5 separate regions of the Mus musculus genome follow, and regions 1, 3, 4 and 5 are each linked to region 2. The links are chromatin contacts, called in public ChIA-PET and HiChIP or PLAC-seq maps. All regions are on one chromosome and are shown on one strand. The core of a region is the stretch at or near the end of the contact, and the rest is flanking DNA. Distances in the headings are between cores, read along the strand shown.

Region 1 (3,239 bases), core at 454-2,953, 370 kb before region 2:
TTCCCAACATTCTAGACTGAAGCAGCTCCTCCGGGTGAATGAGTGCTTAGGGCTGTTTCCCCCTTGGGGCTGTCCTTAGTTGGGAAGTAACAGCTGTAGAACTGAGCTGTGGTTTTTGTAGTCCCAAAGAGTAAAGGGCACAGTAACAGCTATTAAAAAAAAAAAAGAGGAAGAAAGAAAAAAAGAAAGAAAGAAAGAAAGAAAGAAAGAAAGAAAGAAAGAAAGGAAGGAAGGAAGAAGGGAGAGAGAGAGAAAGAGAGAGAGAGAGAAAGAAAGAAAGAAAGAAAGAAAGAAAGAAAGAAAGAAAGAAAGAAAGAAAGAAAGAAAGAAAGAAAGAAAATGTCACTTAGCAAAGCCTGCCCTGGGAGGTGACTCTGATCTTCCGTTTGGCTGGGACCGAGCTACCTTTTCAGAGTGAACAGAGAATGAAGCCAAGTTCCTGAAGGATTTAAGCTGGCCCACATCACTGGAAGAATCTAAGGAAATGCTTTTTTTCTTTTAATTTAACATTTATATAAGGACTCATTATGTTCCCCTAGTTATTTCCTATAATCCTGTTTTGGCCCCACAAATGCTGGAATTACAGGCATGTGTAGCCACACAGTCTAAGGAAGCTAAAGATTTGATCTGGACTAGAACTAAAGTGGTTTGTGTCACCTTCAGATGACAGTGGAGGGGAACAGAAATCTTCTGTGGGGAAAGATGCCCTCATCCGGGTCTCAAATGATTCCCACATATGAATTCTGTATAAGTGTACAAAGATAATATCACATAGAGGAACAAGCCTGTATTAACAAGAACCCCCCTCCAACAGAAGCAGACCTACAAATATTTGAGTTATAGATTATCAATCAAAAAATAATATAATTTGTTTTCTATGTTTAAAGGCACACACACACACACACACACACACACACACACCTTGAAAATATCACTTCAAAAGCCTAGCATGGTGCCTTGCATCTTTAATCCCAGAATTTAGGAAGCCGAGGCAGGTGGCTCTATAGGAGGTTGAAGCCAGCCTGATCCACGCACAGAGTTCCACACCACCCAGGGATACATAGTAAGATACTATCTTAGTGTATATATCAAGACAAGAAACAGCAAGCAAAATTCAAAACCCTGATAGCACGTGTGAGAAAGGACTAAATGTAAGTCCTCATTATTCTGTTGGATCTGTCATAACAAAACACCACAGGTCATATGCCCTAAAGAATGCAGATTTAGGGTTGAGGAGATAGCTTGGTTTGTAGTGCACTTTGCTACGGTGCACAGAGCCCTGGCTTGGTGTCTAGTACCATGTAAAACTGGCCCATGCTTGTGATCCGAACACTTAGGAGTTGAAATCGGGGAAAGCCTGAAGTTCAAGGTCGTCCTCAGCTATGTAAGCAGCTTGAGGCCAGCCTGGGGCGCTGGTCAAGAGTTCTCTAGTGGAGCAGAATGACTATATATCAAAAAGAGATTTATTACACTGGCTTACACAATACAACCAGAGTACTCCAGCGATGGTTGTCTTACACCAGAGAAACCAAGTGTTCATCGGTTGCCCAGTCTACAGGCTAGATCTCCCAGCAGCTGTTGTGGCATGGAACATCATGCCACAATATCTATCATGTCCCTGCAGAGCCACGGGGACAGGATAGACCCTACAAGCAGCTTCTCTCTTAGTCTATTCTAACCCAGTCAGGTTGACAGCCTGATAAACTGTGTGTTCAGAGGAAGTAAGCTGCTGGGGGTAGGCTTTGAGGGGGGTAGGCTTTGAGGGTTTATAGCTTTGTCCCACTTCCTGGTTCTTTCTGTCTGCTTCTTGTGTTTAGATGAAAATGTGATCAGTCAGCTTCCCGATTCTCCTACCATGCCTTACCTTTCTGGCCATTCTGGACTTTCCTCCTGTAACAGAAAGCCAAAATCAATCTTCTATAAGTTGTTTTTAGTCAATGTGTTTTATCACAGCAATGGAGAAGCAGCTAATACCACATACATACACAACCATACATACACACACTCACACATACACTCACACACACCTATACAAAATAGATTCCATGATGAGATAAGATGTGATATTTGTATTTCTGGTTCTAGCTCACTGACTATCATGTTCAGGCCTACCCATTTTCCTGGAAATGACATAACTCATCTTTCTTTGTGGCCAAATAAAACTCTACTGTGCTCCCAGGTGTGATATAGGGAATATTAGCTTTTGTTGTTGTTGTTGTTGTTGTTGTTGTTGTTGTTGTTGTTTTTAACGTGTGTGGGATGTCTCTCTTGCCTGCATGTGTGTATGTCTCTGTGCCACTGGTACCTGAGGGGTCAGAAGATGTCACATCTTTTGGAACTGTAGTTATAGAGAGCTGTGAGCCGCCATGTGGGTGCTGGGAATTGAATCCAAGTCTTAACTGCTTAGCCAGTCTCCAGCCCCAGGAATATTTTAGTATTTTGAGGAACTTCCATACTAGTTTACATGGTGGCTGCAGCAGTTTACATACCTCTCAGAACTGTAAGGTACACACGTACACACACACACACACACACACACACACACACACACACACACACACACCCAGCACATCTTTGTCAGCATTTGCTATTGTTTGTGTGGTTGGTTTGGTTTTTATGAGATGAGGTTTCACTCTGTGGCCTAGGTTGGCCTTGAACTCTCAGCTATCTTTTGGGTTCAGTGTAATGCACATTATGTTGATCAATTTTCTTGCTCTTGACAAAAGCAGACTCTGGGAACAAGAGATGAACCACCTCTCAGATTGGAACAAGCTCATGAATGTCCTCCAAATCTCTTTGTCCCCGGGGCAGGCTGACCTCTCATTTCTGGGGCAGGAAGAGAGGACAACAGCCAGAGGCTATGGATATTTAATCTATTGCAACATTGCAAATGGCTGGAAGGTAAACTGTTTTCTGTGGGAGTTGCAGTTGTTTACCTCCTGCTTAAGAACACCAACAGTAGGAACAGGGTGGTAAAAGTTCATCCACAGAGAAACGGCTTGCTTTGCCAGGAGCCATTTCTGCCAGATGTTGATGGTCTTACTGTTGCTTGTTCTCCTAGCCAGCTTACTGCAGTTGTTCCTACTGGATGTTGTAAGTTCCCAACACCATCAGGTGTTGTTACCATGTGTCTGCTGCTACCACCTATCTACTATGTATTCTCTTGCTTGCTACATATTTACTACCCTGACTCATCTGAAACCCCAAGCATAACTAGTGTCAATCTATCTACATATGGA
Region 2 (3,264 bases), core at 535-3,034:
GTGAATCCCTGGCTGTCCTGGAACTCACTCTGTAGACCAGGACAGCCTCGAACTCAGAAATCTGCCTGCCTCTGCCTCCCAAGTGCTGGGATTAAAGGTGTGTGTCACCACTGCCCGGTACTGTGGCCACTTCTATCTGAAAAGAGGAAGCTAAAATCGGTTTCCCTGCAGCTGGCTTCTACAGAGCATGGTCCTGAAATCACAATGATAACAGCTGTCTTAGACCACAAATGCCGACTGCCACAAATATGCACCAGGCTTGTCTACAAGAATATGCGGCAACCCACCCCACCATCAACACAACAAACTGGATAGGTTTTAATTCAAATGCATTTTTAAATCAGCACGTAATATCTGTACATATTATGCTGAGAAATGAAAACAGACTCCACGGCAAGCTAGTGGTAAGGCTAAGGATTCACGATGCCCTACCCACGGGAGGGACACAAGGACACAGGGACACTTTCAGAGAATGCTTTGCAATCTCATGATTTATGCTTCTCAGGCATGCACACAGCTGTTGTTAAGAGGACTGGTTTTGGGGGCGGGGGTCAGGAGTCTTAGACTTCTTAGTTCTTCCTGGACTGAAGGAAATGTTCACAGTGGGTGTACATGGAGGAGAGAAAATAACCTTGAGCCGCAAACCCTAAAAGCCTGTCTTACCCAGCAATGGACACATGCACACTAAGCCAGGTTACCTTGAGGACAGGTTGGAAAGGGCCCTGTTAAGGACCTCTGGGGTGTCATCTACGGAGGTTGGTAGGGGAGCTGTTTCCGCTCGGCTCTCGCTGTCAGACGCTGTCTCTCCATCTAGCTTTGCTTCGGACTCTGATTCCTACACAACGCAAAAATAAAGAGCAAAGGTCAAAACTGCTGGGGAACTACTAAAAGTGAACAGTTGTCACAGGAGATCCCATTAAAAGAACTCAGTGCACTGGCATAGTGAGGTGACAAGATAGATGGGCCACAGTAATCCTGACAGTGTTCTGACATGAGTAGAGACAGGGATGCCATACCCAATCTGTCAACAGCCCCACACCGTGGACCCTGGAGGAGGTATAAGAAGACAGAAATGGCCTCCAAAGAATGCAAAGAGAGGAGGCTGTGACTGACTTCTGAGGGCCTGGCCCTGAGCCTGCCATCGTTTAAGTATCCCAGGCTCACCCCTATGTCAGCCTAAGCACGCAGAAATAGCTGTCCATTTCTGAAAACCCTGCTCCTCCTGCACCTGCACCTAACCAAGGGGAAGAACCACGGCCTCTATCACCACTGACCAAGATAGCTGAACACTTTGATATTCTCATTTTATGAAAGGACTCAGTAAGGGTCCCCCTCATCCTTAGGGGTTCCTTTGTGTGTTGTCTTGTTTTACAGTACTGGGAAATTAAGCCTAGGGCCTTGTTCATGTAAGACCAAAACATTATCTACCACTGATCTATATCCTCCGGTCCAGTGTAGGGATTCCCTGAGGAGAGAGAAGCAAATGGCGCCAGAGCTGTGTCCCACTCCACTGTCAGGCTTTAAACACTAACACCTCCATGACTGCTCCTCTCAGAGAAAGTGAAGTCCTGGCACCAACATCAACTTTCCATTCGTTAACATTTACACTCACACCTTACTGGCAACCTGTAGTAAGACTAGATAATAATGCCACGTGGTGGCTATTGTAGCTCTGATCCCTAAACCTCAGGGCTTCAAACTGTAAGCACCTGCCCTGCCCGACCTGCAATCCACCCACAGACACACTCTAGGAGCATCCAGAAGCCACAGAAACTGAGCCAAGCATCAGAGAAGGCCCAGCACAGGGTTATTTTTAACTTATCTATCCCGTTGTCAAGGAGACTCACTGAGACTGCTGGGTTCCTAGGCAGGAAAGGACAAAAACAAAGGCTAGTGATGGGGGGTGGGGAGAGAAGGGTGAGGGTTGGTTTACGGAGAGGATGCTAAGAATCTCTGGCCATATAAGGTGGCATGTATCTACAATCCTGTGATTTCAGCTCCCAAAAGGATGAGGCAGGAGACTGCATTGAGTCTGAGGCTTGCATGGGTCTACAGCAAATTTCCAAATCAGTCAAGGGTATACAGTAGAAATGTCTAAAAAATAAAATAAGAAGTCAGGAGGTCATAGTGGCACACACCTTTAGTCTCAGCACTCAGAAGCTAGAGACAGGCGAATCTCTCAGTTTATTGAGTTCCAGAAAAGCCAAGACTAGATAGAGAAACCCTGATTTAGAAAACCAAAAAATAGTCTCCAGTAAGTAAATAAATAAAATAGTCTTTTATGGACCCCAAGCCTGACATACATCTTCCCTGACCTGATTCTACTTCCTCTTAAAAGAAGAGGAAAGAGAGGTATCCTGAGGCTCAAGTCAGGAAAAGGATACAGAACTCACAAAGCACTATGGCTGCTGCCACTACCTCAGGATGACTGGGATAAGGGACCAAGACACGGAGTAAGTCTAGAAGAAGCAGGCCTCAAGGAAGGGAACTCCCCAGGTTTTACCAGCCTCCAATGAGCAAGCTCAGGAAGTCTCTGAAATAAACACCTTGGAGCCCTTCTTAGGAGTACCGCTAGGCAAGAGGCCAATGCCCATTCAGGCTCCTACCCACAGCTGGGAATGCTGAAGCTGGCCACCTCCGCTACTCACCCTTACAGCCAGGCAGAGGTCAGGACCAAGCACACCAAGAACCTAGAGCCTGCAGTTTTTCTGGCCTCTCCTTAACCCACAGGCACCTCCTTCCACTCAGGATAGCTGTCAAAGGGAAGCACCCCACAGCAGCTTCCATGCTGGGCTGAAGACAGACCTGAGCCCAAATTCTGGCCCGTAATAAAAGCAGCACATACTGGGCAGAGAGCTCAGAATGAGGGACTGGAGGGCTTGCTCTGCGGTGAAGAGGGCCTGCTCCCTCCCCTTCCAGAAGATCTGAGTTCAGTGTACAGCATTCACATCTTTCTGTTACCCCAGCTCAAGAGCTCGCCTGGCCACACCAGGGACCAACACACATGCAGCACCCACACACATTGTAAGTGTTTGCTTGCTTGCTTGCTTGCTTGCTTTGAAGTCAGCAGTGGAGCCGAGAGGACGGCTCAGTGGGAAGACAGCTGCTGTCAGGCCTGATGGCCTGACTTCATTCTCTAGTATACAGAGAACGAGAGCCAACTTGCAAAAGGTTGTCCTCTGGCTTCCACACACATGCCTCCATCCCACAATAAGTAACTAAATACACATTTAAAAAAAATAACAGCCGGGCAGTGGTGGCCCA
Region 3 (3,006 bases), core at 154-2,653, 390 kb before region 2:
TTGTATTTTTAGACAAGTGATACAACCTCAAAAGAAAAATTAAGAACCTTTTCCATTTGTAAGGGCACAGAAATGAAACACGGCTGTATTAAATATGCACAAGATGTTAAATATGCACTAAAGAAATGGAAGACCTTCCTTGTTCGTGCACCAGAAGCCAGTATCTTAAGATGGTGCTATTCGCAGGGGTGGTGGCCCATGCCTTTAGTTCTAGCAGACATAAGCCCAGCTCTGTATGTTTAGAGCCCACTGAACTACATAGTGAGTTCCTGGCCAGCCAGAGCTACATAGTGAGACCCTGTCCTAAAAATAAACTAAAATAAAACATAACAAAATAAAAAATAAAATATGATGTTACTAATGCCCAAACTATCCCTACAAAACAAAACAAATAGTGCAAGTCAGATGTGATGGAGATCCTGGAATGAAGACAAGAATATTGACACAAAGACATAGAAGTGAAAGAGAAAGGTAAGTCCCAAAGTAGAATCACACTGATGGGCAATTGATGGAGAAATTCAGAAAACAGACAGGAAGGTCCTTTTCAACATAAAAATAAGAATATGCAATACGATTCCATAAAGATAGGCATTGTTAAGTCATCCATGGAATGCAATTCTCTCAAGTCCCCAAAACAAGCTTTGCAAATCCCTGCCCCAAGAATCTAGCCACATACTTTTTTGATTCCGTTTATATACAATGCAAATTAAACAACCCTAGAGACAGACAGCACTCTGGTCATAGCCCAGGACTGGGGTAGGGGCAAGTGGTGGGCGGAGCGAAGCTCTCTGGTTCTGGACTGTGTTCCTCAATAAATAGTTTTCCTTGGCGTGATGAGAACAGTCCAGGGTTATCACAAGTGCACAATTAGGCTAACGTACAAAACAGACTGTAGTTTACACTTTTGATTTTTATGGAAACATCAAGTTACTAATACTGCTGTTTAAAATTATAATAGACCCCTGGTAGCCCACGCCTTTAATGCCAGCATAGGAAGGAGGATCTATTTGTAAGTTCGAGGCCAGCCTGATCGACATAGTGAATTCCAGGACAACCATAGCTATGTAGAGAGACTATATATATATGCAAACCAAAACCATAAAAGCCTTAACAAAACCAAAATAAATAATTGACTGGAACTAATCCTGATCTCTACTAATTCCAGAGCGAGGTAAAAAGAGCGCAGTGGGCGGAGCTTGGAGCGGAGGGGCGGGGCGGGGCAGGTGCCAGGGAAACCGGCGGAATAAACCATCCGCTCCTCCCCCTCCCTCCTCGCTTCCCCGCTCCCTTCCCACCGCCCTCCAGAACGGCAGAAAAACCGGCAGAGGTTCTCAGAGCCCCGTGTCACTCACCGGCTGACCGCAAGAGCCCGGAACCGGAAGCGCTGGCTCCATCTTTGTTATGGGAAAAGCAGAGTTTAAAAGGAAGTTGTTGAACCCGTCTTTGCTGAGGCGAGAAAAGGTCAAGGCAAGTCAGCTGCGGCCATCTTAACTGAGGGCATTTGCCTGAACTCCTGCAGCAGGACGGTCATCTGGGATATTTAGTTGCTCTAAGTGTCCTTGTCCGACTCCAAAGAAACTGGGAAACTGTTAACATGCAAAGTCTCTTAAAAAGGACATAAGACGAAAACTGGCCTTGGAAGTACAGTCTGAACCCGAGGCCTTGGGAGGACGTTGTGAGGCAAGACGATCAGGAGCTTTAGGCTAGCAAAATTCTCTCAGACAGCATTAAGAATAATTTAATATTGTTACATGGATTCTATTCGGGCTAAAATTTCAGGACCACACAAAAGAACAAAAGGGTTGACTGTTGAAAGACAAAATTCGAGGGGCTGGGGATATGGCGTAGCATGTGAATCGGTGTCTGGAATTTGGTCCCAAATTCCACCCCTCTCAAGAAAGCACACAACCAGAACAAACTCAGCCTAGAGCTAGTGGAGAGTTCTAGAGCAGCATGGATCTGCTTATGGGGAGACGTCCCATATTTTCTTATGGGAGAAATGGAAAGAGAATGAAAAGCCCAAGTTCTAGGGTACTATCCTTATAGGTTTAAACAAAGGAGATTGTGTTGAGCAGAACTATGGAGAAAGCAAGCTTGTTTCAAGTTCATTTAAGTGGCACTTAGCACAAAAGATTCCATTCCAGTTTGGTTCTGTCCACTGGGCCTACTACTGTAAAAAGCTAGTCTAAAACAATTCTGTTTAATTGGACGGTTTTCTCCCCCACCATAGTCTTGAGGGGTCCAGTATATTTACAGCCCCTCCAGATCCCTACCTTTGGGTGAGACCCCACACATTAGGAGTCCTGCAAGTTAGAGGAATGTTTTCAAATTACTGCTTTAGGGGCTAGAGAGATGGTTTAGCAGTAAGGAACATGGGCTGCTCTTCCAGAGGACCTGGGTTCAGTTTCCAGTGTTTACATGACAGCTGACATCCTTTTCTAAACCCAGTTCCAGAGAACCCATTGTCCTTTTCTAACCTCCAAAGGCACCAGGCATACACACAGAAAATATTTTAAAATATTTAAGCGTTGTGCTTGAGCCAGTTGTGGTGATAAATGTCTTTAGAATCCACTGCTCAAGTGGCTGAAATAGGCTGTTCTCTGTGAACTCAAGGCCATCCTAGTCTAGTTATCTATTCCAGGCCAGCCATAGATAGATAGTAAAACGCTGTCTCAAATAAATAAATAAATAAATAAATAAATAAATAAATAAATAAATAAATAAATAGTTATCTATTCCAGGCCAGCCATAGATAGATAGTAAAACGCTGTCTCAAATAAATAAATAAATAAATAAATAAATAAATAAAATAAAAGCAAATAGTGCTTGAGGTTTGGCCATTCAATACTATATACTGTGAAAGTGTGTGCACATGTCTTAGTTAGGGTTTCCATTGCTGTGAAGAGACAAGTCAACTCTCATATGTGACAACATTTAATTGGGGCTGGCTTACAATGTCAGAGGTTCAGTCATGGTCATGTGCAAGCAGTCTTGGTGCTAGAGAAG
Region 4 (3,437 bases), core at 613-3,112, 320 kb before region 2:
GGAAGAGGAGAAAAAGAAGATGAGGAATAGGAGGAGGAGGAAGAAGAGGAGAAGAAGAAGAAAGATGCTGGATGAAGGGAGAAACAAGTAGTCATGGGCTGAGAGCAGGATGTTTTTAAAATATGATACATACATACACATACAGCATATATTGGAATATTCTTCAGGTTTATAAAGGAAAGAAATTCTATAAAAATATTTATTCTTCATTGTCTGGAAGGACAATGACTTATAATTTGAATGTTCCACTCTGAATGCTTGACCCCAGCACTTGTGACACCATTTTGGAGGCTGTGAAGTTATAGCAGGTGGACCTGGCTGACGGAAGCATGTCACTAATGGTGGGTATTCAAGTGTCATTTCCATTTCTGATCTCTGCCTGTGTACTCAGCTGACTGGCTGGACAGGTGATGTGGGAGCTGCTGTCCCAAGGTCCATCTCATTGTGCTTCCATCCACCATGATGGTCTGAGGTCCCTCAAACCCTATGAGCCCAGATGAGTCTTTTATGCCTTGGTTGTTTGGGCAGATATTTTAGTCACAGAGGCCCATAGGAAACTAATACAGGTCAGGCGAGATGGCTCATGGGGCACAGACACAAGCTGTCAAGCCTGACAACCTGCGTTCAGTCTGTGGGATCTGTGTGATAAAGACAGAGCACAAACTCTTCTGAGCTATTCTGTGACCTCAGACCTGAGTTCAAATTCTGGGATCTATGTGATGGTTGAGATTCGATTCCTCCATGCTGTTGTCTGAGGTGTGCTATGCAGTGTGGCACACGTACACACACACACACAGAGTAAATAAATAAATAAATAAATAACAATTAAATGATAAATGTAACTAAAAATGTAATACAGGGCTGGAGAGATGGCTCAGTGGTTAAGAGCACCGACTGCCCTTCCAAAGGTCCGAGTTCAAATCCCAGCAACCACATGGTGGCTCACAACCATCAGTAACAAGATCTGATGCCCTCTTCTGGAGTGTCTGAAGACAGCTACAGTGTACTTACATATAATAAATAAATAAATCTTTTAAAAAAATGTAATACAGCTTGCTTGGATAATCATAATAAAATATCACGAGGTAATGAACAAAGGATTCTAAAAGCTAGAAGTCTAATATCAGGGTGCTACATGACCTGGCTTATAGATGGCCACCTTCCTGTTGTGTGTTTTTTCTTCAAGGTCTTCATACTAGAGAGAGCCCTAGTTTACTCCTTAAGGCCAGCAATGCTGAGCCAGGCAGTGGTGGCGCATGCCTTTAATCCCAGCACTTGGGAGGCAGAGGCAGGCAGATTTCTGAGCTCAAGGCCAGCCTGGTCTACAGAGTGAGTTCCAGGACAGCCAGGGCTACACAGAGAAACCCTGTCTCAAAAAAAAACCCAATACATACATACATACATACATACATACATACATACATACATACATGGCCAGCAATGCTGCCAGATGAAGAATTATCTTTTGGGACCTCCTAAGTTTACTGCCCATGTCCCCAACTATACCACTGGTAACAGGACTTCATTCAGCCTTGGAGATTGAGGGCTCTCCAATCCACAGCAAAGAGTGAGCAGTTTCTCTTTGCCCTCATCGTGGGGCTCCCTAGTCAACTACTATAGAAGCTGCCACTCCTGAGGGAATGGCAGCTGGGAAGATGGGCTATGTCACAGAGGAAGAGAAGGCCTAAAAGCAGAGCTCTCATTGAGGACTGTCTCAGGGTCTTGAGGGTTGAATGTCATCTTTCTACACAGCAACTCCAGTTGTGTGACTTCCTTGATCACCAACTTCCTGTTGCTCTTGAGGGAAAGCCCAGACTCTGTGGCTGCCTATCCACTGCTCAGCCTTTCACCTCGCCACCTGCTGATGTAATCTTGCTGAGTTTTTTCTTTCAGGCCGGGGATTCCCCTTCACCTGTAGGCCTGTGCCCTGTAACTTCCCAGAACATTTATCCAGCCAACAGCTCCCATCTCACCCCCTCTCCCTCAGCCTGTGCTGGAGAGTGATTCTTCTCATCTTTGAGTTCTCAGTCTAGAGGGAGAGAAGCCTGGGATCTGTAGTGTGGCATGTTTGTGCACGTGCAAACTGTATCCCTGAGAGACACTGAGTCTAAGTTTAGGTGGATTTTAAGCTCTTCCCTCTCCCAAGCCCCTCTAAAAATAGCCTGGCACTTAGGAAATCTGTCTCAGATCCGAATACAACAGAAAAAGGCACGACTGCCTGGGAGAAAAAAAATCCCTGGGTGGATGAGCAACTATCTGAAATGGTTTTCTTTCCGTTTAGAGTGCTTGCAATGTGTCTCCTCCCACAGTCCTGAGCTCTGCACCAGAAACAAGGAGCTGAGGTGATCCCTGTGAAGCCAGGTGATCACCACGGAGAAAAACGCGGAGTGCTGCACCCTTTGCACCCAGTGTTCAAGGAGGAGATGCTGATGAACCAAGAACAGAGCACAATTTGTGTTTCACACTGGCAGCCCTTATTCAGTCTTGTTCAACAAAGCCGTGTATGTGGTTGTTGCTATGGAAACCAGATGTGATTAAGTAGTTTACTGGATTCAACTTCCATGGACTGAGTTGGAGTGATTCCTTGACTTCCAGTGTTTCAAAGCTGGGAGGAGGATTACTTGTTTTAAAATTTTTATCCATTTACTTTCTCTGTGTATATGTGTCTCTCTCTCTGTCTCTGTCTCTCTGTCTCTGTCTCTCTCTCTCTCTCTGTCTCTGTCTCTCTCTCTCTCTCTCTCTCTGTGTGTGTGTGTGTGTATGTGTGTGTGTGTGTATAAGTCTAAAGACAACCTGTGAAGTCATTTCTCACCTTCTCTCTACCATATAGGTCCCAGGGATCAAATCCCAGGAGCCTGGCTTGGTGGCATATGCCTTTACCATCTTGCCAGCATTAGGGTATTTTCTTCTGCTGATTATGTTTATTTTTTATTTAAAATTATTTGGTTTGTTTCTTTGAGACAGCCTCATATAACCCAGGTTGGCCTTGAACTCACTATGTAAGTGAGGATTGAACTTTGGATCCTCCTGAGTGCTGGGATTATAGGTGGGCACCACTTAGCTTAGTTTACTCAGTGCTGAGGATTCAACCTAGGGTCTCATGTGTGACCTCAGCAAGCATTTCACCAAGTATGTTCCGTCCTTAACCCTAATACTTCTGTTCTCATGAGAAAAAAAAATGAGTTTGATATTTGTAGGGCTTTATTTTATCACTAGTATTGGCATCCTGACTGGAAGGAGGCAATGACCACCAATGGCTCAAGTGTGCCTTCTAAATTCTGCTTCATATTAGGAAAGGAGATCTTGAGAGCTGCAGCCAACACTGTGCCAATACCACTTCCTCCTCTTCCTCCTCTTCCTGTCATCCACAGGGTCTCACTTCAGCTGACCAGGAACTTGCTGTATAAACGAAGGTGCTCTCAAACTAACAGAGTCCT
Region 5 (3,257 bases), core at 751-3,250, 300 kb after region 2:
ACACTTCAGTAAACTCTGAGCTCAGTGGGCAGCTGGGGTGGGGGTTCCTTTATGACAGACAAAGAACAGCTTTGTGAATGCAAATACTTGAGAAAATTTGGTTTGGATAACTTCTCTTCCCGTTATCTTTATCTTGAATGTTCAGAGCCTATGTTGGTCCACAATTCTCCCTTGGGAGCCTGGGGGCTTTCCATGGAGCACACGAACTGGGAAGTTATTTCTGATTTATGAAAGCTCATTGTGTAAGTGTCAATATGTGACTGTTGCTGGGCATCGGGTTGCCAGGCTTTCCAAGATGGTGGTGCCAAGATAGACAGCTTTTAAAGACTGGGGTTCAGAAAGGGAGTTGGGGTACATGTTCACTAATCCATCTTGGCACATTCCCTAGAGATCATGCCTTATGTCCAAAGAACTGGGCAGGAGTTTTAGGAAATTGGCTGGGAATGAGACTCAGTGGTGGAACATTTTCTTAGTGTGTGTGAAAAGCCGACTTCAATCTCTAGAAACACACACACACACACACACACACACACACACACACACACACACACACACACACACATGCACGCATGCACGCACGCACGCAGCAGTGGTGTAGCTCAGTGATAGAGGGATTGCTTAGAGTGTCAGAGGCTGGTTCCCGACGCCTGCACCAAGCACCACACTACCCCCTGCACTTTGGAAGCCTTTGACATAGCCGCAGCAGAACAGACCTCTACAGTGACGACTGGATTTTCTCACTGGTCTCACTTCACAGCTTTGAACTCCAAGACTGATTAGTGTGGGCTTATGTAATTGGGTGCAATGGACCTGAAATCCTGAGAAATAAAAGACTAACGCATAAGGCGGCGGTGGGGGTGCTAATCCAGCATGTGAAAAGTGGTTCGGCTGCCTCTGGACTCTTCCCCTCCCCCACCCCCACCCCCACAAAGGCTTATTTTACAAGGTGATCAAGTGCCGAGAACACCAGCCTCCGCCTGAGCGAGGTGGTGAGGCCAAGCACAGGTTGACTTTCTCGGTGACCATGTTAGCGGGGAGCTGATGCCTCACAGTGGGTGGGGGTGTTAGTTGGAAAGGGGCCCAAAGCACAAACACCCGTCATGCCTGTGCTACTGGTGAAGGGCACACAGCTAACACCATGGACAAACGCAGCTTTGTAACGTGGAAAGTTTGGGGTTAGGGATACATTTCCAAGAAAGAAATATGTCCAGTGACCAAAGGAGTTTTAATGTCCCACAGGAGTCAGCTTTGCCCTGGTGAGGGAGGAGGTAGGAGGCTGCCCTAGCTCACCCCCACAGCACTGCCTATCTTAAAGCATATCACCTAGGTTGTTTTCTGGAAAGCCTGGCTTCCGCCGGATGAGAGAGCATCTATGAACCTGATGTGACATCCCTTCCTTCAGACATAATTGACAGTGGTTGCCATTCCTTGGGGTACACCTTCCTCCCTTCCTCCTGCTCCCATTAAACTGAGCACAGAGGTGCTTGAACTGTGAACTTTGGAGAAGCCTCAGTCTCCAGGTTGCTGGATTCTGGGGTTGCTGGGTTCTGGGGTTACTACTAGTGTTTCTTCGGGTTTTTTCTTAGTTGAGTGGAGTCTTTTTTTTTTTTTTTTTCTTCATCATAACTTGCCTGTTAGGAATGGTACATGACTTGGCTTAACTGTTGGTTATGAACTGAAAATCGGATGTGCTTAGGAATCTTAACATGATTGGATGGGACCTTGATGGGGAGCCATGGTTTTGTAGCCTTTTATTTTTTAATTATTATTTTTTTTGTAATGTATCCATCTTAGACCTTATTTAAATAAAGCACTTTTGGAAGCGAGCCCCTGTGGATCTGCTTTGAGCCTTTGGAGGGGAGCTCTGCTTCTGCCATCAGTTGGAAGGTGAAGGCTGAGAAACCTCAAGCCTGTTTCCTTCCCCCAGGGTTTAGGGTTTGAATGTGCCCAGAGTTAGCTGTAATGTTTTTTTTAGTCTATTTAGTGTTACATAACAAAGTAGCAGAGAACAGGAAATGTACAAAGAGTTGAAGGCTTATATCTAGCTCAAGCACTGGAGACTGTAAAGTCTACCAGCATGGAGTTAGTGACTGGTGGGGCCTTTGGGGAGCCCCATAGTAAAAAGCACAGTGGAGAGAGCTTGGTTTTACATATTTGTTCTGTCTCCTTGGCGGCAGGGATGAACTTGGCCCTGTGCATGCCAAGTGCACACACTGCCCCTGAGCTTGAGAGCTTGTGTTGACAATTAAGCTGCTCCTACAGTATCCCATGATCCCACGAGCGGGTTATTATACTCACCACGGCAGACTTCTAATGGCCCAGTTCCCTCCAGGCCCTTCTGCCACTGGGGACCAAGGTTCTAACATGTGAATTTGGGGGACACATTCAAACCACTAACTGTTTCTGATGGTAGAAGGAGCTGGGACCTGGCAGAGTGGCACTAGATGTCACCTGAGGTCCACTCTGGTTCATTCAGATGCTGGATGAATCCATTCTGTTAAGTCCATGAATTTATTTCTATGCTTAATTTTCTCAACTGTAAACTAGGATGTGGGAACCTGGCCCTACTTCATTGGTGGCACTCACTTAGTGGTCTCCCAGAGCTTGGCTTTCAATCTAACATCTGAATTCCACTCTGCTGAAGGTGTGAGTGCAGCGTGGCTGGCGGCAACTGTCAACTTGGTTAGGCTGTGGTCCAAGACGTTTGGAAAAATGCTAGATGTTGTTTTGAGGTGTTTGTTTGTTTTAGATGAAATTAATACTTAAATCAGTAGACTTTGAGTAGATTGCCCTTCACAGTGAGGGTGGGCCTCATCAGTGTGTGTGTGTGCATGTGTGCGTGTGTAAATATTAGTCAGACCTCTCTATCTACAGATTCCACATCACTGGATTCAACCAACTGTGGGAAATTTGATCCCACAAATTTCCCAAAGGCAATCTTGAATTTGCCACATGCTCTACAGAGGCTGCACAAATGTAGTGGCTGTAGATGTGGCCTGTCACCACCCTGCTTCCCAGTTTCTCTGTCTGCTCCAGCACTCATTTCAACATTGTTTGACTTGTGTCTTACTCACCTAATATCTTGTGAATTCTCTCTCTCTCTCTCTCTCTCTCTCTCTCTCTCACACACACACACACACACACACACACACACACGCACGCACGCACGCACGCGCGCACACACACACATACACACACACACACACACACGCACGCACACAATTTGGAGATCCCTGACTAACGCAAAGGAGAAGAAT

The links. ChIA-PET counts read pairs in DNA pulled down with a chosen protein or histone mark. HiChIP or PLAC-seq counts read pairs in DNA pulled down with a chosen protein or histone mark.
Region 1: an RNA polymerase II ChIA-PET map of memory CD8 T cells shows a contact between it and region 2, with 5 read pairs. The contact joins two enhancer-like sites. A contact is called at or near these places in 2 of 115 datasets of contacts at active chromatin or transcription factors (acute myeloid leukemia and memory CD8 T cells) and 1 of 9 other capture datasets (pancreatic islet).
Region 3: a contact with region 2 is called in an H3K27ac HiChIP or PLAC-seq map of T-cell acute lymphoblastic leukemia, with 3 times the contacts expected there. The contact joins the promoter of Shld1 here to the enhancer-like site in region 2. A contact is called at or near these places in 13 of 39 promoter capture datasets (the C10 cell line, the HPC-7 cell line, cranial neural crest and 8 more), 5 of 484 Hi-C or Micro-C datasets (B cells, bone marrow-derived macrophages, embryonic somatosensory cortex and 2 more), 11 of 115 datasets of contacts at active chromatin or transcription factors (T-cell acute lymphoblastic leukemia, embryonic forebrain, embryonic stem cells and 6 more) and 4 of 9 other capture datasets (adipose tissue, embryonic stem cells, liver and 1 more).
Region 4: a contact with region 2 is called in an RNA polymerase II ChIA-PET map of memory CD8 T cells, with 5 read pairs. The contact joins two enhancer-like sites. A contact is called at or near these places in 2 of 484 Hi-C or Micro-C datasets (liver and macrophages) and 2 of 115 datasets of contacts at active chromatin or transcription factors (memory CD8 T cells and regulatory T cell precursor).
Region 5: a contact with region 2 is called in an RNA polymerase II ChIA-PET map of memory CD8 T cells, with 13 read pairs. The contact joins two enhancer-like sites. A contact is called at or near these places in 1 of 115 datasets of contacts at active chromatin or transcription factors (memory CD8 T cells) and 1 of 9 other capture datasets (macrophages).

The regions. Positions count from the first base shown.
Region 1 is chr2:132,657,050-132,660,288 of GRCm38.p6, reverse strand. No RefSeq gene overlaps it. Among named protein-coding and RNA genes, the nearest start is that of Shld1, 28 kb to the left of the region's middle. Within about 2 kb of position 1,703, at least 32 of the 459 cell types and tissues checked have an H3K27ac peak or open chromatin away from gene starts, as enhancers often do. A contact at or near this core is called in memory CD8 T cells, where this site is marked.
Region 2 is chr2:132,290,816-132,294,079 of GRCm38.p6, reverse strand. It overlaps Cds2 (CDP-diacylglycerol synthase (phosphatidate cytidylyltransferase) 2), which reads right to left. Exons shown (of 13, transcript NM_138651.7): 2 at 699-835. Among named protein-coding and RNA genes, the nearest start is that of Gm46766, 29 kb to the right of the region's middle. Within about 2 kb of position 1,784, at least 111 of the 459 cell types and tissues checked have an H3K27ac peak or open chromatin away from gene starts, as enhancers often do. A contact at or near this core is called in T-cell acute lymphoblastic leukemia, heart atrium, hippocampal neurons and 3 more, where this site is marked.
Region 3 is chr2:132,685,328-132,688,333 of GRCm38.p6, reverse strand. Shld1 (shieldin complex subunit 1) reads right to left here and starts at 1,403. Exons shown (of 3, transcript NM_001358260.1): 1 at 1,353-1,403.
Region 4 is chr2:132,606,271-132,609,707 of GRCm38.p6, reverse strand. The region is part of intron 2 of AU019990 (expressed sequence AU019990); the gene reads right to left. Among named protein-coding and RNA genes, the nearest start is that of AU019990, 9.8 kb to the right of the region's middle. Within about 2 kb of position 1,862, at least 179 of the 459 cell types and tissues checked have an H3K27ac peak or open chromatin away from gene starts, as enhancers often do. A contact at or near this core is called in memory CD8 T cells, where this site is marked.
Region 5 is chr2:131,991,419-131,994,675 of GRCm38.p6, reverse strand. Rassf2 (Ras association (RalGDS/AF-6) domain family member 2) reads left to right here. Exons shown (of 11, transcript NM_175445.4): 11 at 1-1,826. Among named protein-coding and RNA genes, the nearest start is that of Rassf2, 37 kb to the left of the region's middle. Within about 2 kb of position 2,000, at least 63 of the 459 cell types and tissues checked have an H3K27ac peak or open chromatin away from gene starts, as enhancers often do. A contact at or near this core is called in memory CD8 T cells, where this site is marked.